Regions from separate parts of the Mus musculus genome. Here regions 1 and 2 are each linked to region 3. A link is a contact called in public Hi-C and Micro-C data. All regions are on one chromosome and are shown on one strand. Each heading gives the region's core, a stretch centred on a gene start, on an enhancer-like site or on the middle of the called end of the contact. The rest is flanking DNA. Distances are from core to core; before and after follow the strand shown. Region 1 has its middle 24 kb from the start of Gm34201. Region 2 overlaps Parvb (parvin, beta). Region 3 has its middle 20 kb from the start of Shisal1.

What was found. Hi-C and Micro-C count contacts between places; a contact is called where the count stands out from the background.
Region 1: a contact with region 3 is called in a Hi-C map of muscle stem cells, with 1.9 times the contacts expected there. The contact joins two enhancer-like sites. A contact is called at or near these places in 1 of 39 promoter capture datasets (hippocampal neurons), 2 of 15 datasets of contacts at CTCF or cohesin (large pre-B cells and pro-B cells), 20 of 484 Hi-C or Micro-C datasets (B cells, CD4 T cells, CD8 T cells and 14 more), 15 of 115 datasets of contacts at active chromatin or transcription factors (SST interneurons, astrocytes, a beta-TC-6 cell line and 11 more) and 1 of 9 other capture datasets (embryonic stem cells).
Region 2: a Micro-C map of muscle stem cells shows a contact between it and region 3, with 2.3 times the contacts expected there. The contact joins two enhancer-like sites. A contact is called at or near these places in 1 of 15 datasets of contacts at CTCF or cohesin (large pre-B cells), 9 of 484 Hi-C or Micro-C datasets (the N1E-115 cell line, bone marrow-derived macrophages, cranial neural crest and 6 more), 11 of 115 datasets of contacts at active chromatin or transcription factors (acute myeloid leukemia, double positive thymocytes, embryonic basal ganglia and 6 more) and 4 of 9 other capture datasets (adipose tissue, embryonic stem cells, liver and 1 more).

The regions. Positions count from the first base shown.
Region 1 is chr15:84,602,332-84,605,156 of GRCm38.p6, forward strand. No RefSeq gene overlaps it. Among named protein-coding and RNA genes, the nearest start is that of Gm34201, 24 kb to the right of the region's middle. Within about 2 kb of position 1,425, at least 12 of the 459 cell types and tissues checked have an H3K27ac peak or open chromatin away from gene starts, as enhancers often do. A contact at or near this core is called in muscle stem cells, where this site is marked.
Region 2 is chr15:84,279,110-84,281,916 of GRCm38.p6, forward strand. The region is part of intron 3 of Parvb (parvin, beta); the gene reads left to right. Among named protein-coding and RNA genes, the nearest start is that of Gm33723, 41 kb to the left of the region's middle. Within about 2 kb of position 1,357, at least 58 of the 459 cell types and tissues checked have an H3K27ac peak or open chromatin away from gene starts, as enhancers often do. A contact at or near this core is called in bone marrow-derived macrophages and muscle stem cells, where this site is marked.
Region 3 is chr15:84,465,328-84,468,049 of GRCm38.p6, forward strand. It overlaps a transcript of Shisal1 not described here. Among named protein-coding and RNA genes, the nearest start is that of Shisal1, 20 kb to the left of the region's middle. Within about 2 kb of position 1,349, at least 72 of the 459 cell types and tissues checked have an H3K27ac peak or open chromatin away from gene starts, as enhancers often do. A contact at or near this core is called in bone marrow-derived macrophages and muscle stem cells, where this site is marked.

The sequences.
Region 1 (2,825 bases), core at 175-2,674, 140 kb after region 3:
ACACTGAGGATCCTCCTGGTTTGATCAGCTGCCATGATGGTGGCTGGTACCACCCAGGTCTGATGGAGACATAGCCATGAGCTCTGTACCCACTGGCTGATATGTCCCCTACCCTCATGGGGACTCACAACTTGGCCTCTGCTTGGCTGCCACCCTCCTGGACCTCTGGGTCACCAAAGATCGTGGTCTTCCACAGAGCCTGAACCCCATCTCAGTCTAGAAGCCCTCTCAGGGCTGCTGTTGGCACACCTGAGACTCAAGATGCCCTGAGACACCCATCCTTGGAACCTTGGCCTCTGCCTCTCAATGGCCACTTGAGGATGGGGACCCAGGAACACACTCAAGCCTTGTGTGTGTGGTACCACAGGAGAAACTCACTCTTATCCCAAAACCCACAGGGACCCAGCAGGTACCCTTACCTAACTAAACATCATTCACCTTGCCATCTCTTTAGACAGGCTCCTTATCTGAAGGTCACTTAGTGACAGAAGGATCTAGAACCAGCCTACAGTCCCAGGTGGAAGGTAAACTGAGTGCCATCTTGGATCCAGCTCTACCCTGTGGGTCACTGGGTATGTACCCATATCGCTTGGGCCTAAGTTTGCAGGAGGAGGGGAAAGGGACGTACTAGTTGTTATCCCTGGGCCTAAAGTGGCCCTGACTGAGGGTCTCGGCCACTGCCTGAGATCAACAGGGATGCCACAGCCTATGAGGAAATAAAGGGGCAGAACCTTCCCAGAAATCAGCCTTGGGCATCCCTGGGGATCATCGCAGCTTTCTTGGCTTCTCTGCCCCTTCCTGGCTATGAGGCCTGGCTGTAGCTTCTGCATCCACTGGGAGACCGTGAGGACAGCCAGTACCCCTCGTCCTCGCCGACTGATCCCACCACCTCTGTCATCAGGACCAGCAATTTTAAGGCTTTTTCTGAACAGCTACCATCCATTGTCCTGGTTCACACATACCCTACAGTTGCCCATGACATCACCACTAGATCCCTGCCTTGAAGGCCCTAGATCTGGACTTAAATCTACTCCCCTCCAAGTCCCAGGCCACCTGAAGTACAATCCCGGGAGATGACATTGAAAAACAGAGCTGTTCTAGGAAGCTGTGGGAGTCATTAGGAGATGACAGGCAGGACCACTAGGTAATTGGATACCTGGGGCCCACTTCTGACACAGGCCACCCATGGCCTGAAGCTTAGCTCCCAGCTTTCTTCAGAGAGGCTTCCAGCCACCTTCTTCCTCCCGCAGACCTCGCCCAGGTCCTCAAAGTTAATTATTCCCAGACAGAAAATTACTTCTAACTCTGAAAAAAGGAGTGATTTGGGAAGGCAGATATCTAATTACTGGCCTTCTCTGCATGTCTCAGGGAGGCAAGCGAGAGTTTCCTGGGCCTGGGAATGCAATTACGGGGAACATTAGAGCTGCTGTGGTCAGTACCTACGTCAGCGCTCAGCCAACTCCTGGCAGGAACTGAGCCCTGGTGGCCAACAGCCTAGGAGTCAGAGACCGGCTCCTGTGATTTGCAAGGGGTGCTCAGCAGACTGTGGGGTTCATGTGTGACCTGATGCCCTGTCCCAGTAGCAAGCTGAATGGCATACACCAAAACTCACAGATACTCCAAGCTTCAGTCTCCTGACTCCGTTTGGAACCAAGGTCTTAGCAAAGAAGACCAGGCAGTGTTTGGTGGCTGTGAGTAGACGAGTGGGGTCCTCGTGTGAGGAAGAGAGGATACTGAGACAATGTGTGGCATCAGCAATGGTTTGGAGTGGCCCAGGGCCAGGAGGAACTGCAGGTTCCTGGAGCCTTCAGAGACTACCTGTGGCACCATGTGCTTGGATTTTGTAGCAGGCAGAGTCGTGGGAATACGGTTTCGTTAAGCCCCTTAGGAGCCTGGATCTGGGGATCTGCTTGCTCTGTAGCCTGGGGAGACTGTATCCAAAGGCTCACCAGTGAGGGTGCTCCTAGGCACGTGCTTGGTTCTCTCCCTGCTGTAACCAATAGCTCTTCCCTGCCTTTGCCAAGTGAGGTTGCCTACTCCCCAAATCCCACAGCTTGCTGAGAAACTCACAGCCTTCAGCCCAGGCCCAGCACCACGAGGTCCATTCTGTGCCTCCTGCAGCCAGTGGCCTCCAGCTCCACACTCTCAGTTCTCAAGACCACTTCTCACCCCACTCCACCTACCGAGCTGCTTGGCCCACCAGCACCAGCCACCCCACAGCAAAACTCAGAGCTGGCACTTTCAATGGGCAGGCCCTGAGGATGCCCAGCGAGCAGGTCATGGGAGAAGGAGGATGGTAAGTTCTAGGGAGAAGTGTAGTCTCCAAATGAACTGTCTCAGTCAGGGTTTCTATTGCTGTCACAAAACACCATGACCAAAAAGGAAGTTGGGGAGGAAAGGGTTTATTCGGCTTACACTTCTATATTGCTGTTCATCACTGAAGGAAGTCAGGGCAGGAATTCAAACAGGGCAGGATCCTGGAGGCAGAAGCGGATGCAGAGGCCCGTAAGCAGTGTTGCTTAATGGCTTGCTCAGCCTGCTTTCCCATAGAATCCAGGACCACCAGCCCAAGGATAGCCCCACCCATCATGGGTTGGGCCCTCCCCCTTTGATCACACTAATTGAGAAAATGCCTCACAGCTGGATCTCATGGGGGCATTTCCTCAACTAAAGTTCCTTCCTCCCTGATGATTCTAGCTTGTGTCAAGTTGACACAAAACCAGCCAGTACAAGAACCAAAGCAGCCTTCAAGTTCCACCCATTCTCAGAAGTTTTTTCTGCTCTCAGGATAGGTTTCTCTACACAACCATTTTTGCACGTGCTCT
Region 2 (2,807 bases), core at 107-2,606, 190 kb before region 3:
ATCTTTAAAAGCTCTTTTGTAAAATGAAAGATTAAGGAGGATGGCCGGGAGCAGAATGATGAGGTGATGGGTGGTGTCCCCAAGTCAGCTCCACCTCTTCAGGGTTGGCGGTGACCTGAGAGCCTGGCCCGTTGTGTAGACTTTTTTTTTTTTCCTTTGAGCTTTTGGCCTTCTGTTCTTGCTTAGAGCAGGTCAGAGATCTAGCTTTAGGGATTTTTTGTTGTTGTTGTTCGTTTTGTTTTTCTTCTCTAAGTTTTGGATTCTCATAGAGGAAGCATTCTCTCGAGATTTCCTAGCAGGACCGAAGAAGGAAGCATCCGGAAGCAAAGTCCTATAGAAAGGTCTAAGCCCTTTCTAGATGTGAATTTCCCCAGGCCGTTCTTTGGTTTGTTTGAGACCTTGAGTCTGCTCTTGTTGTAGCCACTGGGGACAAGTGCCGAGCCCAGCAGCTCACTCATCAACTCACACAGTGTACCTGGGAGAAAGGCATGACGTGGGCCAAGTGAATATGCAATGTAATCAGGTGGCAAGGAGGTTTCTCCAAGCCTCACGCCCTTCTGCCATTCCCTGCAGAGAAGTCAGGGAGGTAGCATTTAAGCAGACCTGGTCAGGACCGAGGCAAATACCATAGCCAACTGCCCAACAGCAGGTGCAAAGGTCCTGTGGCATACATGCTTGGCATGTTCTAGTGATTACTGCGATGGGTAGAGTGACAAGAGCCTCGAGCATGCCGGGGAGTGACCAGAGACACGGTGGTAGATGTCCAACGTGTGTACCTTCCACATCTGCACCCTTCTCAGCCTAACACCCATGACGGGTAACTGCCCTTGTGGGCAGGGACTGTACTACGTCACTCTTCATCCTTACTGCCCAGCGTGGCACCTGGTGTGGACACTCATTCATGTTTTATCCTCAGGGGAGACCCTGGCAATGAAGGCTCAGCAGCGTTCGCAGCTGGAGGTGGGGCAACAAATCAAGCACATGCTACCCCGCCCCCGCCATCTTGGCAACAGGCTGAGAAGATTCATCCTTCCCCGACGTCTGAGGGTTTCTGTTGCTGTGACGGACACCATGACCAACAGCGTCTTTGGAGAGGAAAGGCTTACAGCTTGTAGTCATTATCTAGGAAAGTCAGGGCAGGGACTCAAAGCAGGAACCTGGAGGCAGGAGCTGATGCAGAGGCTGTGGAGGGGTGCTGCACCCTGACTTGTTCAGCTCGATTTCCAGGGCTACCTGCCCAGGCGTGGCATTATTCATAATGGGCGGGGCCCTTCCATGTCAATCACCAATCAAGTAAACATACCACAGGCTGGTTTACAGGCCAAATCTAGTGGAACCATTTTCTCTCTTGCGGTTCCTCTTCCAGGCGACTCTGGCTCTGTAAGTTGATGTAAGTCCAGCCACCACAGTAACCACGGCGACCTCATCACACCATCATTTTTTTTCATTCCTTGTGAAGTTGAGATCTTACCGTTTTTGTGACTTGGAAATCCTTGCTGTGGTTTGCAGCCCCCAGTGTGAGAACAAACCTTAGACCCTTGAGCATGAGGACAAGCAGGCATCCAGGATGTGACCCTTTGCAACCTGTTTTCTCCAGCCAGGCCTGGCATCCTGGCTTTCATCGCCCACTGGCCAGAGAGCACAAGCCAGACTGGAGCCCAGTCAGCCAGAGAGCTGGAGAGGGCTCTGACTCTGTCTCCCTGCCCCTTGTGCTTGGACACTGGGGCTTCAAGGGTGGCCCTTTACCCCAGACACGGGTGAGTCATAGGCTCGGCACTCCCTGTGAGTGTCGGTCTGGGCCAGTCTTCTGTGGTCACTTGGAAGCTAGTCAGGACTTGATGGGTCAGGACTTTGTGACGAGATTTTTCAGGTCACTGCTTCGGGGAGTCATGAGACACTGCTTTTGGATTTTGTGCACTTTGATTCTTCTGAGAGTGGTCACAGATCTCCCCCGCTCAGGGGCTAAGGGGTCCGATTAGGTAGCTTAGTTCATTTTGCTGGCAAGGAAAAGCCACAATCTGAGTCACAGCGGCACCCTGGGCAGGCATCTGCTGTATATTCTGGGTGTTGACAGTGAATGGGTAGCATCCTTGGGAAGCCCCTGTCCAAGAGACACTCGACAGTACAGGTGTCTTGCTTCCACAGCATGACTCCCAATGCACGGAGTGGAAAAACCTCTTAAGAAAAGCCTTCTGGTGGTGGGTCTGGAAAGATGGAACCAGACACTTTGACCAGTGTTCACAGCAGTGTGATGGACAGAAAGTGACAGGACCCCCCAATGGTCCGGCGGTGGGGAAGACAAATAAGATATACCTACGTTTGTGTCATGCGGTGGTAAAGCATCCTGGCAGAAGTTGGGGGAAGGTAGGGTTTACAGTGGAGATGGGTTTCAAACACTGTGCTAATGGAGCAGCCAGGCGCGAGGGAGGAGTTGCATACTGTGTAATCTCATTGACTACAAGAGAGAGAGGGGAGCAGAGCTGTGGGGGGACAGGCCTGAACTCTCTACAGGGACAGGAGACAAAGTGGATTGGGGCGACCATCGCACAGCTCTTGGGATCTGAGGGGTGCAACAGGTTGATTTGACATTGACCAAATAGTCTACAGGGTGCGTTGAGCAGAAGCCATGCTGGGACTTCTTTTATGAGCCTGGAACCCTGGCTGGACTCAGGGCTGCTAAAGAGCAGGCTAGGAGGGGACAAGAGGGGGGGTAATGGCTCATGGTCCCCTTTTCTCTCTTTCCCCAGCACTTACTCATTTAGTGCCTGTAAATGGAATATCTGTAATATAAATATTAGCGGTTAATG
Region 3 (2,722 bases), core at 99-2,598:
TAGTTCTGCTTCTGGCTGTTTTTGCTAACTGAAGTATGTCAGCCCAGGATATGGATTTGTGCTTAAAAGATCACCCTGGGAAAGGTTGGGGGCTACTCTGGGATGGGTTTAAACCCATGGCGGAGTAATCTTCTCTGGTGTATATCTCATGACACTAGCAGGCTTCCCAGGTCTGCAGCAGGTTTCCTGCAACACTTGCAGGCTGTTGCCTGAAGTGAAACTGTTTCTAGATTCCCCTGCAGAGGCCAAGCCCTGGCCCTTAGAATGCAGCTTTGTGTAGACAAAGCTCCTGCCCTGTAACAGATTGAGGAGAGCATCCCAGCTACTCCTTAGCCAGTCAGACTCAGGGTCTCACAAAGCTCAGTTTGGACACAGGAGCTAAGAAAACCATGCACAATGTGAAGACAGGGCTGTGTGTCTATAGGACCAGGAGGGCAAGGGTAGATAATGTAGGCTGCTCTCTCTGTGGGTCACAAAAGGAACTTCATCTGCCCTTACTTTATCATTGATTGTGAGTGTTGTATTGCATAGCCCTCTGTCAGTGGTACCCGTGAAGACAGCCTCAGGAAGCTAATGGTGTCACCGTGCTGAACTGGGCTGTACCCAGTCATCAACTTTCCAGGCAACTTTCTGTGTGCTTCCGACTTGTGTGGGAAGCCCAGGAGGCCTGAGTGGATGTGTAAAGAACAGACGAAGTCTCGAGTGAATGTGTTTTGTTGACAGCCATGTCAACAACCAAATGCATCAGACCCACGGGGATGACGAAGCCTTCCCCCTGGGTCAGGCTCAGAGGGATGGCAAAGCTTTCCTCTGATCCAAGCGCAAATGTTGACTGCGTGCAAAAGCTAGCAACCACAGCTGAGGAGGAGATGTCTAGGAATAATCCGGGTCCTACGTGAACGCAACCCGAGGCTCCTTGCCCTCAGAGACCTCCTCCAGAGCCCCTCCCCCATGCTATACCTAATAAATGTGCTGAGGTACCCAGAGTTGTGTTCATACTACGCTCTCAGTGTGTGCACAACCCACTGGGCACCAGCTTTTCTGCATGTATGTCTGTGTGTCTGTCCTTTCTCCATTTCCTACCTTCCCAGTGGGGTCAAGTCTAAAGCCATGTAGGACATACAGACATCAGCATCCACATCTTGACTGTCCTAATACCAGCTCATTGACACCAGCCTCCGAGGAGGGAGTCATGTCCAAAGGCAGCTCAGACGATCAGGGCTTTGAGGATATGACTTCAAGGGGCTTTGAAGGCCCAGGGGAACCAGGCACAGTCTAAGAGAGGCCAGGCTATTCAAGGAAGTGTCACAGAACGGCCAGTCTTGAATGTTGCACAACAGATTTAAAAACCGGAACCCCACCCCAACCCCAAGCCACCAAGTTCTGGGAAAGACGCAGAGAACGAACACTGGTTGAGCCTTAGTGGTCCTAGGTCCTGTCCTTAAAGTCAACCCACATAAGGATACTTACTAGTCACCTGCAGGACAGACACTCAGACAAGGTTAGACCAGCTATGCTGACTTCAGAGTCAGAGCCGGGAGCTGTGTGCCTGAGGATAATAAAAGGCCCCCTGACCAGCTGCTGAACATTCCCTAACAAAACACAGAGCTGGTCTAGAGGAAGACCTGTGCCCAGTGCACTGCCGCTGCTGCAGCTGCTGCCAACAGCCTCCCGCTCTGATGAACAAGGCTGGCCACCCACCGGTCCTTTTGTTGGCTGAAAGGGAAGGCTAAATGGGGAAGCTGGCAGATGTGGCCAGCTCTGAGAGATGCCACCTGGGATTTTGCTTTCCCCATTGAAGACAGAATCCCCCAGCGACACACAGTCTCTCTTTGCTGGCAGGTTTAAGGCTTTGTGTAAACAGGAGCTAGGGAAAGAAAAAGAAACAAGCTTGCCAAGGCCCGATCCTAGCCAGGCTCTGGGCTGTGGACTCTGCGTGTGGTTTCTTCATTCCAGCACAGTTTTAAAGACAATGAAGGAACAGGAGCTGAGCCCACTCAAGAGGGTCTCAGCCTGGATGTGGATGGAGTGTGTGTCCCATGAGGTTGAGGTGTCCAGAGGTTGGTCTCTAAAACGGATGGGTGTGTAAGAGGTGAGGGGACCTTTAAGAGGTGGGGCTTAGTGGGAGGGTGTTGGGTCTCAAGGATTAGGGAGCTTGTCCTTACCCCATTAAAGTCATTTTTATGGGATCTCTCAACCCTGGCCACACTGGTTTTATATCTCTCCCCCTATACACACACCCACCATCTGCCTCATAACCTTTACTAGACATATAGCCTTATGCTGTTTGGACTTTCAGCCTCCAAAACAGTAACCTAAATAAACAAACCTTTGGGCTTTTCTTTGTAAAACAATCTGCCTTGAGTATTTTACTCTAGTAACAGAAAACAGATTAAGACAGGGTGTGAGGGAGAGGATAAAGCTATCCCTCTGAATGTCAGGCCCCAGCTAGTCACAGACCAGTTTCAGGGACTTTTAATGAAATCTCCAGGCTGCTGGGGACTCAGGGTTTGTCTAAAGAAGAGAAATTGCACCCAGTGCTGGTTAAAGAGGTTAGAGGATCGGGAGTTCAAGGTCAGCCTCAGGGACATAGCAAGTAGGTCCAGGATTGGGTTGGGGGTGGGGGGTGGGGAGGGGAGTTGTCCTTCAAGGAATCCTGCTGAGCGGCTGAGGGCTGAGCGGGCAAGGTGGGGAAACAAGGAAGCGGACCTGAAAATGGGAA